Linked DNA regions of Pan troglodytes: region 2 is linked to region 1. The links are chromatin contacts, called in public Hi-C maps. All regions are on one chromosome and are shown on one strand. The core of a region is the stretch at or near the end of the contact, and the rest is flanking DNA. Distances in the headings are between cores, read along the strand shown.

Region 1 (6,560 bases), core at 1,281-3,780:
AGTTGAAAAATGAATATTCATATATATAGCTATAAGTCTGTTTAGTGAGTGATTGAAAATACGTAGCCACAGGGCTTTGAGCAATCAGGCTGGAATCCCAGTTCTATACCCACCGACCGTCAGGCCTTGGGCAAGTTACTTAACCTCTAGAGCATGTTTCCAAATCTTTAAAATGGGATAATAACTGTACCTGCCTCCTAAAATCTTTGTGAAGATTAAATAAAATACTTAGAATGGTGTTTGGCATATACCAGGTGTTCTATAAATATTATCACTCTATATAAAGTTACATATTTAATGCCAAAGCAAAAATCCTAAGGTAAACACATGCTGGAAAAGTCTCAAACTGATTTTTTGAGGCATTTTATACCTTATAGCCTATATCATATTGCCTAATGTTTGGGTTTATTATAAACAACTTTTTATTTCACTCAGCTTAATCTCTAAATTTTAATCACTCAATAACTTTTAAGTAAAACCAGTTTAATTATAAAAATTAAGAATTTAAGCGCTAGGAGTTTAAATAAAACTAAATCTGCTTCACTCACACAACTATTTATGGTTCACTTCTAGGGACAGCTATCAGAAATCATGCTAGTTATTTCTGCTTTTTTTATTCCTGTATTATGATGGATGAGGGTGAGGCGTCTAGAAAACTGTCATATGAGGAAGCGGCAACGTCTTACAATTTTCCTTATATCTCTTCTCTTTTCCTTACCAAAAAAAAAAAAGACATATTGCATTAGTATAAATTTGAGGAAAGTCTGTAAATTTAATTAACATCAAATCTGGTTTAGTGGAAATCATTCTAAGAAGAAATGAGGTCATGTCTCTTGCAATGAATCATGTCATTAAATTTATCTTCTTTCTGAAGTCTTTCCTTCATTTGTTTGTCATTTCCAAGTCCTTAATTGTTGTTGATTACTCAAACAAAATCAGGCTTTTTAGTTTTGAAAAGATATGAAACTGATGCTAAAAAATCTCTATCTCTACACGTCTGCTTTTAACTTTACAATATTTTTTCTACCCAGTTTTTTTAAAGCAAATACCAAGTTTATTTTATTCAAAATCTTCATTTATCATGTGTATCTCTTATTTCACGGGTGTCTTCACATATTCCTCTACTGTTTTAATTTTCTTTTCCTTTTTCTTTCTTTCTTTTTTTTTTTTTTTTAAGAGACAGGGGTTTAACTATGTTGCCCAGGCTGGACTCAAACTCCAGGGCTCAAGTGAACCTCCCAAGTAGTTGGGACTACAGCATTGCGCCCAGCCTAATTTTCATTTACTCCACAATTACACTCTACGAGATTACAACCTCACTTAAATAACACCCACGTATTTTCAAAGATAATCTTGGGAGAACTATCATCTTCTCAAGGGCTCTTTCAAAGGTCTCATCTACTCCAAGGCCTTGAGATACGATTCAATCCATAGGACATATCAAGATTTCAACTCTAGTCAGAATCAGTATTTTAACAATGGAAGCAAACTGGGAAAGCTAAGCAGTCTCGCGTCTTTACACACATGGAAACTATGACCATATATATTATACTTTTCCTTAACATTTTACAAAGGACATTCAGATGACTTATCACAGGTCCTAATTAAAAGAATCCTGAAGACAAAGTCAAGTCATTTTCATAACACTTGACCCTTTTCAACTACCTTAATATTTTTCATCTTAAAGGAAAGCTTTATGTTAAATCCAAGTATTTTATCTCCTTGTTAAAGCTGAGCTTGTATTTTAAATCAGCACCTTTATGCCAGTCTCAGAATCTCAAAACAGTTACATTTTCCCCTACGGTGTTCCCACCACTGAAAGGCCCCCAGGCGGGGCTGTCCAGGACCCTCGCTCCGCACCCATTTTGATCCCAGGAAGGGCGGTCGGGCAGGGACGGAGACCGCCGCGACCAGACAATGTCCTGCATTCACCGCGGCCTCGGCCAATCACAGGCCGGCGCCTCCCGGCCCCGTGCGGCGCCACCGGCCACTGCTCCGGCCGGAGGAAAACCTGGCTCTAGTCGGCCATCTGCGGCTAATCCAGTCAGAGCGCGCGGCGCTCCCACTGCGCCCGGCCCGGGGAAGGGGTCTGGGCAGCAGGCGCCGCGGCGTCCCCCGGGGCAGGGTCGCGAACGGAGGGCAGGACGCGCCGCCCCCTCCGCCCGAACGCGGCGCTGTCCCTTTAAGACGATCCTCCTCCCGGGGCCAAGCAGCGCGTTGGCGGCCCCGCCGCAGGGGGCAGCGACATCCGGGCTACCGGACTGGCGACGGCGGCGGCCCCTCGGGCAGCTCCCAGTCCCCGCGGGATGCCTGGCTCACCGCCGCCGGAGAAGAGGAGCCCTCCAGGCCAAAAAAATCCCCCCAAGCCCAGGGTCGCACCGCGGCGGCCGCGGCATGTGCCGCCACCCGCCTCCGCCTCGCAGACTCCGGGGCCGGGACGCCGGGGCCAGCACGCGGGTCACGAACGCTCAGCCTGCGGGGCCGCGCGGCGCGCGCCCGCCTCAGGACCGCCCCACCTCCTGCGCGTGCCCAGGGGGCGGGGCGCTGCTGATCAGCCAATCAGCGCCAGACTCCCGGGACCGCCCCTGAAGTCTTCTTAGGGGGCGGCACTGGAGGGAGAACTTCGTGGGGGGGCGCGGCGGCTGGCTGTGGGTGTGGAAAAGCGGGCGCGCCAGAGGGCTGGGAAGGTGGGAGCGGAGGCGCTGGCCCCGACTCCTAAGCTGTGCGGAAGTGAAAGGGGCGGGAGCGGCGGGGAAGGGCGCTGGCCGCGCGTGAGAACCGGCGCGGGCGAGCCGGGGGCGGGGAGGCGCCGGGAGCAGGTGGTGCAGCCCGAGGCGGGCGGGAGGGGCTGGCATGTCCTGGAGATGGGAAAAGCGGGGATGGATGTGCTGAGCTAATAAGCGTACTGCCAGAGCTGTCAAGGTTTATTTATGCAGGACAGAGAACTTAGAGAAGTTATTCACTGACTGGTGGACACACGTTCTAAGATTTTCCTCCGTTCGGTTTAAGAGAAAAGTGCTTACATGTTTCTGATGCCTGGTGATATTTATTAAAATTGAAAGTTGGTCACTTGATATTTTATCATAGGGTTGGGAGAAAGAGGAACAAAAGGCATTTATAAAGCAAAAGCCATTTCTGCGATGCACTCTATTAAAAACTTGAGAACGAATGTGTTTCAACAATCGGATGCATTGAATTAATTTGTAGGAGGGTAGAGTGAGGCTTGTATTGGCTGGGAGATTCACTGCCAGGTGGTCATGCATAAGCCCCTACCCCAAGCTCTCATTTTCCCTACCTGCAGAATTAGACCAATGAATACCCCACCTGTCTCACCGCATGTTTTGAGATTCCGCGTGTGTGAGGGAGGGAGGGCTGGAGCGCAGGCCGGTGCCGTCTGGGCCGCCCTCTCTCCCGGGCGTGCTCTGGACCGTCTCGTCCCCTCCCGGCGCGTCATCCTGCTTCCGGAACCCCCGTGTCCTGAAGTCCAGGCATATTTAACTTGGGTGCCACAGAAATCTCAAAATCTAGGTGTTCTCAGCGAAGCTGGGCACCTTCCCTACAAGCCTCGCGTGTTTCCTGTCTCAGCAAAGACAACACTACAATCTGGTCATTATCCCCCTACCCCAATTCACCTAGCCCCGGGATCCGTTTTGCGTCTGCACTTCAGGCCGCCTGGTTGTCGCTGCTGCAGCTCTCATACCTCGGTGCGGGGCGCGGCGTCTCCCAACTGGACCTCCGGCGACCGCTCACCGCTCTCTCCGCCTCCGCCCTTGCCCCTCCCCCGTCTCGACAGCACAGCCAGTCAGATGCTTTATTTTAATGTAAATCTGTTCGTGTCACTCCTGTTTACGATCTTTTATGGGCTCTCCGTTGCTCTCGGGATAAAGTCCTATCTCCTTAAATTCGCTTAATGGCCCTCCTAATCCAGTTACCGCTTTCGTCTGCGGCTGGATCTTTTACCTTGGGCCGCTCCTCCAGCCCTTCTTCACGTTCCGCCCAACCTGGACTGCTTTCACTTCTCTCAACTTGCCGACTCAAGCTGCTGCAGCACTTCTCCGTCTCCTCCCTGCTTCCTTCGTTTCCTGCACCTCCTTCCCCAGCGTGAGCGTTTAGGGCGCCCGTGGAACCCCTTCCTTTGCCGCGCACCGGTAGCCTTGCACTGCCGTGGGCTGCGGTCCGACCTGGGGCGCGTCCCACGCCAGCCCTTTGGAGCATGGGCTGCATTGTTCCGGTTTCCTAGGACGGTCCTGACAATACTGGCAGAGCCCAATAGCCCTTTTAGGATACACAGTGATGGGCGCAGAAAACCAAACAAGTAGCCTGAGATCTTTGCTGATTGATTCATTTTATATTGCTGTATTTTTCAGTTTTAAAATTTTCCACTTTATAAGAATAGCATTTTTTAAAATTATATAAATTTAAAACTGATAATGACGTTTTACACCACAAACAATTACAAATCTCTTTTAGCAGAAAGTGTGTGTGGTTTGTGAAATGAAATCAGGAACAGTGGCTCGATGTTCAATGCACATGGGCAGAAATGTTCACTTTAAACTCAGATGCTGAAACTTTAAAACAGCTGAAACTCATGCCCCAATAATCATTAAAGGAAGGACCAGAAGAAAAGAGCAGTAAGCTGGGCTTATTATTAATTTGTAGGCTAGTAATTATCGATAGGTTAAGAAATTGCTTTGTTACTGGCTTTTTAAAAAAAATCCTGGTACTGTTAATATTTCTATTGTTTATATGAGACGTCAGTGTAACAAATTGGAATTCTCATTTTCCCAGTGCTCCCTCCTAGCTAGCAATGATAACATATGTGCCTTTGGATCTGTAGTATTTCTAAACATGGTTCTGCTACACACTTTCCAATAAAGTTAAACAAGAATTCTTTGTTGAGCTATGTAATATTTAGAGGGGAGGATAGGGGAATAAATCTTAACTACTGCAAATTGTTTCCCTTCAGCCTAACTCTGAAGGAGATCCTTGTTGGTTTTTTCATTACTGTACTACTAGGCTGTTTACTTTGTTACACTTTTGTGGAAGGGAGCAGAACTTAGTAAATAATAAAAAATAAAAAATAAGTGGGGAGAGTTTAATAAAATAAGCAAAAAATAAATGAAATATAGAAGTAAAGTAATAATGCACTTTTAGTTAGAAAAATTTGTTTCTATGCTCTGTGCTATAATTAACATAAGCTCTTATGCCGCTCAATTTATCTAATGAAAACAATATTTCAAGCAGAAGAAATAGGCATTATAGTTATTTACTGTTTCTACAGAAAAATATTATTCAAACATGAATCTTATCTGTTTATAGGACCTGTCAAATAACTATTATAAACAAATGATAAGAGAATAATAAATGCTGGAGAAATGGCTTTTCTTTTGGAGGTAGGCTTGAATAATTTTGAGTTTAGAAAACATTTTAGACACTCTAATTTGGTAAAAGTCCTAAAATTACACTTCACTTACATTCTAGCTAACTGCATTTTTCACTTTTTAAACTTGTTTAAAAATCTTATTTCCAAACTTGATGGAATGGTAAAGGATTTTTTTAAAGTGTTTATAATGAAACATTTTTAATAGCTAGTTTTAAGAGTATATCTATAATGGAAATACAGTACATTTCAGGCTTATTTATAAGCATGCCAAACCTGATTAGGTGACTACTTGAAATAAACATATTTAAAATGAGATCTAAGAGTGCTGTTTGCTGCATTTGTTGGTTTAGCAGAAATTTCCAGTTAATTGGGCATTGAAAAGACACTGCCAGCCTAGTAGAGATAAGCAGATATGATGACTAGAGAAAGGGAGAGTGGAAAGAGGGTGAGATGTGGGACTAAAAGACTGAGGACTAAGTCAGCGAGCTTTATACCTACTGCGAGTTATGTCTGAGACTTAGTTTCTACATTTACAAATTGGGCAACTATTTGCCATCTTGCCCACCTCGCAGTACTGATACAAGGATCAAATGAGAATAATGTGTGCCATAAACCTTAAGACACTGGTCAAATAGTAGTTACGGATACTGTTGTACACATTCTACTGTGGACTTGGAGACATTTGGTTTTCATGGAAATCACCATAATAACCATATATATCTCTCATATATAATACAAGAAGTATAAAGAAATCTAAAAAGGAAGTAAATTACCTTTTCACAACTCTGATTCTCTAAGGCGGATTCATATGTACTTGTATTTGCTCATGGGTAATAGATGATTACTAGAAACAAAACAGAGCTGATTATTAGAGAAAAAATAATTGTAATAAGTTTGCAGAGGAATCTGGTACAGTCTAGATTTTGTTATGCTTTAAGTATTATAAAAGCAAGGTGACATTTGTATATAAGGAAGAAACTAAAAAAAATAGATAAAAATAGGGCAAGTATTTAATGAAGGATATCATGTTCAATACTGTCAAAGATTGAGAAAGAAGAAAAATAGTCTTCATTGGTGATATTTATGTGCTATTATTGACCCATGATAAATCTGAGGAATCAAGTAGCAATGAAAGCAATTCTTCTATATTATCCTGACATCTTCATCCAAGTTTGAT
Region 2 (6,560 bases), core at 2,245-4,744, 370 kb after region 1:
CTTTTTGGAAACATTTCAGTCGGCTTTCTGGCCCTTATTGGAGAGAGAGACAATTCTGTCAAACATGAGATTGTGTTAGCTTATTCATAATAATGATCAGCAATAGGCTGAAATTGAGCCACTTCTAAGGTTGAACTGTTGTCAACAGATACTTCAGCTATAGTTTGGAATAACAGCTTAGCCCCTGAGAGGGAGGGTGTGAATTTAGCATGCAGCCAACTCCAAGACAGTTTAAGGTGCTGGCCAAGCACGTGGCACTTTAGGAGTACTCAGCTCTGGGGCTTAACTTCCTCTCAGCCCACAGATTTACCAGGTTTTTAACCCCTGCCTCCTGAGTTAGAAGGTTTTGTGAATTGATTCAGTCTGAAGTTGGACAACATGGCAGCATGTTTCTCAGCATGGAAGGCATTGAGAAGACATAGCTTGCTTACTTTTGCATGCCTGATGCTTAACATGGTGTCTGTCACATTAAAGGCACTTCATATCTACTTGTGCAATGAATGAATGAATTTAGAGATGCTTTGCTTCCTCTCTGCTGTTATCAATAATCTCAGACTGTTCCTGTATTTTGAATTACTCCAGAGCCACACTCCAGGATATCTGAAGTTTAGGATTTGGCTCTTTCACATGCTTCTGTTGCCACCTACCCATGTCCAACTATCTTCTCCTTAACACCTACCCCACCAGCATGATGGAGGGCTCTCTATAAAGGCTCTCCTAGCCCATGCTGCACACACTTTTTCCTGTTCTGAAGCATGTCGCTAGAAATTCTACACACTTGCTTCCCCCCTTTAAAAAAATCATTTCACTCCTTTCCTGTTCCTTTTCCCACTTCTCTTGAGAACTTTCAAGAGCCTGCAATATAAACAACTCTAAATGAGAAAATCTGACTGAGAAACTGAGGAAAGAGAAGGCCAAGGGCCAATGGAGGAGTCGGGCACAATAACTTCTCTTTTCATGAGATTCGGTGGGGTTTTCTCCTTGGACGGCTGGTCTCCTGGGCAGAGCTGCTAGCCTTAAAGGGCCACATACATTAGATTTCCACGGTTGTGTTTTGTTTGTTTGTTTGTTTGTTTTTGAGATGGAGTCCCGCCCTGTCGCCCAGGCTGGAGTGCAATGGCGCGATCTCAGTTTACTGCAACCTCCACCTCCCGGGTTCAAGCGATTCCCTTGCCTCAGCCTCCCATGTAGCTGTGACTACAGGCACACACTACCATGACTGGCTAATTTTTTTTTTTTTTTTTGTATTTTTAGTAGAGATAGGGTTTCACCATGTTGACCAGGCTGGTCTCGAACACTTGACCTCAGGTGATCCGCCTGCCTTCGCCTCCCAAAGTGCTGGGATTACCGCATGAGCGCACCCGGCCTCCATGGTTGTTTTGACAGCTGAAGTGCAAAGGAATTAATTTTTCTATTTTATGTTATTTTAAAAATAATTTTACCTTTTATTTTAGATTCAGGGGGTACATGTATAGGTTTGTTACATGGGTATATCGCATGATACTGAGTTTTGAGTTATGAATAACCCTGTCACCCAAGTAGTGAGTATAGTATCCAATAGTTATTATAGTTTTTCAGCCCTTTCCCCTCTTTCTTACTGGCCCCTACCCCCAGTAGTCCCCAGTGTCTACTGTTCCCATCTTTATGGCCATGTGTACCCAATGCTTAGATGCCACTTATAAGTGAGAACATGTGGTATTTTGTTTTCTGTTCCTGTGTTAGACATTAACCCTTTAAGTCAAAGTCTTCTATAGTTTAGTTACTGCTTTTCTTCAAAGTGTGATTTATTATTCACCTCTTAAGGCATGAGTGTCAGAGCACATTCACACGCACACACACTGGATGCTACTGGGTTTTTTACGAGTTTAGACATGACCGATTTCCCTGCACATCCTCACGGCATCTGAATAACCCAAGACTTCCTACTAATGGTTTCAAGAGGAGACTTTCAGGTAATTAGGGAGATTCTGTTTTCCAAGAAAAGCTCTTCTTTTCAGAAGTCTGATTCCAAGGAGTTGTAGATGATTGCTTCATTTTGGGAGCTGGTATAGTTTAACGAGCAGCTTATGCCACACTGATCTCTAGCATATTTGTATCGACAAGGAGACACAAGCCTGCATGATTGTGGTTTTTTCCCTAGGTTCCTAATAGACCTTTGTTATTTATATTTTTAATTGTGTGAAAGTACCTGAAAGCTTAGTGGCAAAGAAGACAGTTGTAAAAAATTGAATAAATAAATACATTAAAAAAAATCCAAGTTAGTGATGTCTGACTTCCTCTATTCATGTTATTGCTACTCTTGTTGCTTTTTGGTTTTTGTTTTGCTTCTTGACTGTTGTTGTTTTCCAGGAAAGCTGTCATTTATCGTGAGAACAAGAGCAGCCATGTGTTGATTTTTCTGGATTCTTTTTGGATACTATCCCAGTGCTAATGAAGGCCCTTCCAAAGTGCTAAAGAGCTGGTGCCAAAATCAGTTACGCTGAAAACAATAGAGAGTGGTACACAGACAGCATATATATACCCGTATATGTATACGCACGCCTCGATATCTGAATTAATACGTGTGTGTGCACCTCCCTCTGTTTATGCAAATATACACACGCATCTGTGCAAACACATAATGTGTGCGCCGGAGCTACACTGAGGAGAATGTGACGGCTGCATTTTAATAAAAGGACTTTTTATAGCTGCTTGCAGAAAATTTTTCTTTGATCAAGGGATGAGCAAAGTTTCTAAATGTTGCAGCGCCCGAATTTGTCAGTTTGGAAGCTACTAAAAATGTACTTTCATCAGTTAAAAAATTTAGGGAGGAAAATAAATATTATAGATAGTATTTGTTTTACTAGGAGATGAGGATACTACTACAAGAAGCACCTGGAAAGTGCTTAGCATAGGCTTGGTTGCTGTGCTTATATTAACAAATTCTTTAACATGGATCTTTGCGTACTTTAGAGGTAGTTTATTAGCTGAAAGAGGGGACATTTTGTAGCTGGGCTCTCTGTGCCCTCAATAGATTTTCCCTGCCTTTCTCCCAATGTGTAATTATTCTGTCCTCAATTTGTTTACACAGCTTGGAGACGGGGACAGAGTTCTCTGGCGACCATGCAGCGGCGTGCAATCGCCCTAAAGAGAAACATTTAGAAGCGATAAAACCTAAATGCCCTGCCATGCACTATTACATCCCACAGTTATTCAAATTTAGTAAGTTAAATTAAATAATATCAAATAACTTGATTTCGGAGCTTTAAAAATTCATCTCTATGGTGCCCAGTAGTCAATTTCCTTTATTATTATTGTTCATCAAGTAGGATTTATGTTTTTTATGAATCAGGATCCTCGCCTGCGCCATCCGCAGCTCTCGTGGCGGGCCCGGTGAGTCGCAGCTCGGAGCGCCATCTACCGGCTGTTTTCTGCACGGCCGCCGGGAGGCTGCGCGCCGGCCCCAGGGTTGGGGAGAGGCCCCAGGAGCCAGGACGGCCCAGAGCGCTGGCCCTGAAAACATCAGAGACAGGACAGAGCTCTCAGCCGCTGTGCTCACAGCTTCCTTGGTCTCGGTCACTGGGGGTCCGCCTGAAGTCGCAGGGAGAAGCCGGAGAGACTGGCTGCTGAGGCTGGAGGAGTTTTTCTTCTGCTGCAAAGCTGACACGTGTGGTGGTGGTGTTCCGCGCCTCCCGTTCTTCTTTATAAAAGCCCAGACATCCAATTAAACTGCTGTGTCCCGGCGTATCTGGGAAGCCATTCCTGCATGACTCGAAGCCTTTCTCTGCTCTCGCACATTCCTGTTAGACGAGGACACTGGATGTTTAGGCACAGTAGCTGCTGATGCCAAAAAGTCCCCCAGGGAAAGACAATGATAAATTTTGTCATGTGTTATGTTTTTAAAAAGTATTTTACTTCCAGGGAAATCTTTTCCCTTTAACATTTCTGAAAAGGAGTTGAATTCTGGTGTGGTGGGGGCAATGGCAAGCCATTGGTTTTCTTAGTGGCAGGTTTCCATTTACGCTTAATTTGATTGTGGTTTAGCAAATAAACAACCATCAGACAATGGCAGTGTGTGTTGAAGGAAGGAAATCCCTTCAAAGCAAAGTTAAACTATTCCCTAATTCAAACCTCTCTGGCACCTTTGTTTGATCTATCTTGCTTCAGTAAAGTTCCATGAGTGTGACACTTAGAAGTTTGCTCACATTTTCAAGTAATATCATAATCCGAGCATCCCAACAGGGCATCCAAGAAATTCCTTTTCTTCTCTAAGCTTCTAAACAGAGTGCTCAGCATGGATATGTGTGTCTGAAAGTGCCTTCCAACTGATCAGCTGTCTCCTCTCTCTCTCCCCCCAGTCAAGTGTTTCAACATAGCAACAGATGGTGTTTTAAGCTTTTTGCTGAGTTTAGTATGGTCTTTTTTTGCTTTCCCAGGAGGACTGTGGTGATAAGTCCACTCTGCCATTAATAAGTTCAAATGAGATGGTACAACTTTCTCTTAGAAATTAAACTAACTTCACTGAGTCCCATGATTTAGTGTTGTTAATGCATTTTTCTTTCTGTTTTTCTTTTCTTTTTTTTCTTTCTTTCTTTTTTTTTTTTAGACAGAGTCTTGCTGTCACCCAGGCTGGAGTGCAGTGGCGTGATCTCTGCTCACTGCAACCTCTGCTTCCCGGGTTCAAGCAATTCTCTTGCCTCATCCTCCCGAGTAGCTGGGATTAGAGGTACGTGCCACCACGCCCGGCTAATTTTTTGTACTTTTAGTGGAGATGGGGTTTCACCATGTTTGCCAAGCTGGTCTTGAACTCCTGACCTCAGGTGATACTCCTGCCTCGGCCTCCAAGTGCTGGGATTACAGGCATGAGCCACCATGCCCGGGCGTTAAAGCATTTTTCAAAAGGAGTTCTCCTTCCCTTTCCTTAAAAGTAAACCTCTCTCTCTACCTTATACCATCACTCTATAGTTTCCAGGCATTTTCTTGAGATGTTTGTGCAGAAAAGAAATGTAAGAAAAAAGTGGCCAGACTGGAAGCAAAATCACACAATTTATATTTATTTTGCATGTGTTAGGTTACAAATCTCTGGAGATTTTAAGATCATTCTACTCTTCAAGCAAGAGTCAAAACTAAGTAACATCCGCCATTTGACTTAAGAGGAACAGAGTGAATCATGCTACAAGGTCTTTTTTCTGAGACTGCATTTACCAAAGAAAATCCAATTCTTAAAGGACCTCCAGAGAGCCTTCCTCCTCGTTGTTCAGTGGTGTGAGGAAAGACCAGAGACTCTTTTGCTAGGCTGTTGAAGTTCGAGGTGGAATCATCTTTTCTTCACTTGTTAACTGAAGGCAAACCCTTCGAAATATCCTGGCCTTGTTGTTCATGTTGTTTTTGCATTTTTATCATCAGGGTCACTTTTGTTATAGATTTATCATAGTGTGGATCGACCTGCATTCTGTCAGGGTTTGCAAGCCTCCCTGCCAACGTGCTGATCCGGTGCCTGTCCTGGAGTTACCCACCTCATCCTGGTCTGTCTTTCTTAGAACAATGACTTTCTAGCTCTAGCCTAATACAATAATTTGTTTGGTGGTTTAAAGGAGTTGGCCAAGAAACACAGGCAAGAGCTAGCATTCCCAAACTTAATCCTTAATCTGTTTGTCTTACTTGTTTATGGAGAAAAACAGAAACAAAATCACCCTAAGATTGTGCTATCTGAAACCAAAACACCTCCAGGAAGATGTTCCAGGCTGAATGTCCCACCCCCCTTCCCTCCCCCTGCTACCCCTCCAATTCACATGTTGAAGTTCTAATGCCCAGTACCTCAGAATGAGACTGTGTTTGGAGACAGGGTCTTTATAGAGGTACTTAAGTTAGAATAAGGTTATTAGGGTGGGCTTTATCCAATATGGTGAGTGTTCTTATAAAAGGAGGAAATTTAGATACAGACACGAGCAGAGGGAAGACCCTCTTCATGAGAAGACACAGAAAGCAGACAGCCGTCTAAAGCCAAGGAGAGAGGCCTGGAATGGTCTTTCTCTCACAGTTCTCAAGAGGAACCAACCTTGCCTACACCTTGATTTTGGACTTCCAGCCTTCAGAACTGTGAGACAATAAATGTCTGCTGTTTAAGTCACACAGTCTGTGACGCTTTGTTACGGCAACCCCAGCCCTAGCTGAGGTGAGGGAATTAATTCAGTCATCCATATATTTTGATATTCCAAAATAACTTCCATTATTTAGAAGAGCCTGCAGGCAGGGAGATGTGGTGTGCTTTGGGAATTCCTTGATGGTGCATTAAACGAGGCCCTTGGAAGATTCCAGCCTGGCCCTGCCCAACTTAGCTGCTGAATCCTCCGCAAACCATAAGGTAGTACTGAAGTCTGTGGAGCACTACTGCCATGTGTAAACCATGGCTAATCATAGAAATAACTTGTCTTCTATTTAGCTTCATGTACCTGGACACAAAAAGCACTTTCCTGGTGAGAAGCTAACACTTGAAGAACATAGGGCTTTGTGCACCTCTTTTGCAACTCCTTAACATGATTTGGAACAGAGTTAAACTCTGTGGACCTGCAAATTTAACT

Evidence for each region. A called contact is a pair of places that touch in the nucleus more often than the background predicts.
Region 2: a Hi-C map of stem cell-derived neural progenitor cells shows a contact between it and region 1, with 2.7 times the contacts expected there. The contact joins two enhancer-like sites. A contact is called at or near these places in 4 of 7 Hi-C or Micro-C datasets (blood, induced pluripotent stem cells, a lymphoblastoid cell line and 1 more) and 1 of 1 datasets of contacts at active chromatin or transcription factors (stem cell-derived excitatory neurons).

Annotation. Positions count from the first base shown.
Region 1 is chr7:69,234,126-69,240,685 of NHGRI_mPanTro3-v2.0_pri, forward strand. No RefSeq gene overlaps it. Among named protein-coding and RNA genes, the nearest start is that of CHD7, 26 kb to the right of the region's middle. Within about 2 kb of position 2,531, at least 23 of the 24 cell types and tissues checked have an H3K27ac peak or open chromatin away from gene starts, as enhancers often do. A contact at or near this core is called in stem cell-derived neural progenitor cells, where this site is marked.
Region 2 is chr7:69,607,602-69,614,161 of NHGRI_mPanTro3-v2.0_pri, forward strand. No RefSeq gene overlaps it. Among named protein-coding and RNA genes, the nearest start is that of CLVS1, 40 kb to the right of the region's middle. Within about 2 kb of position 3,495, at least 13 of the 24 cell types and tissues checked have an H3K27ac peak or open chromatin away from gene starts, as enhancers often do. A contact at or near this core is called in stem cell-derived neural progenitor cells, where this site is marked.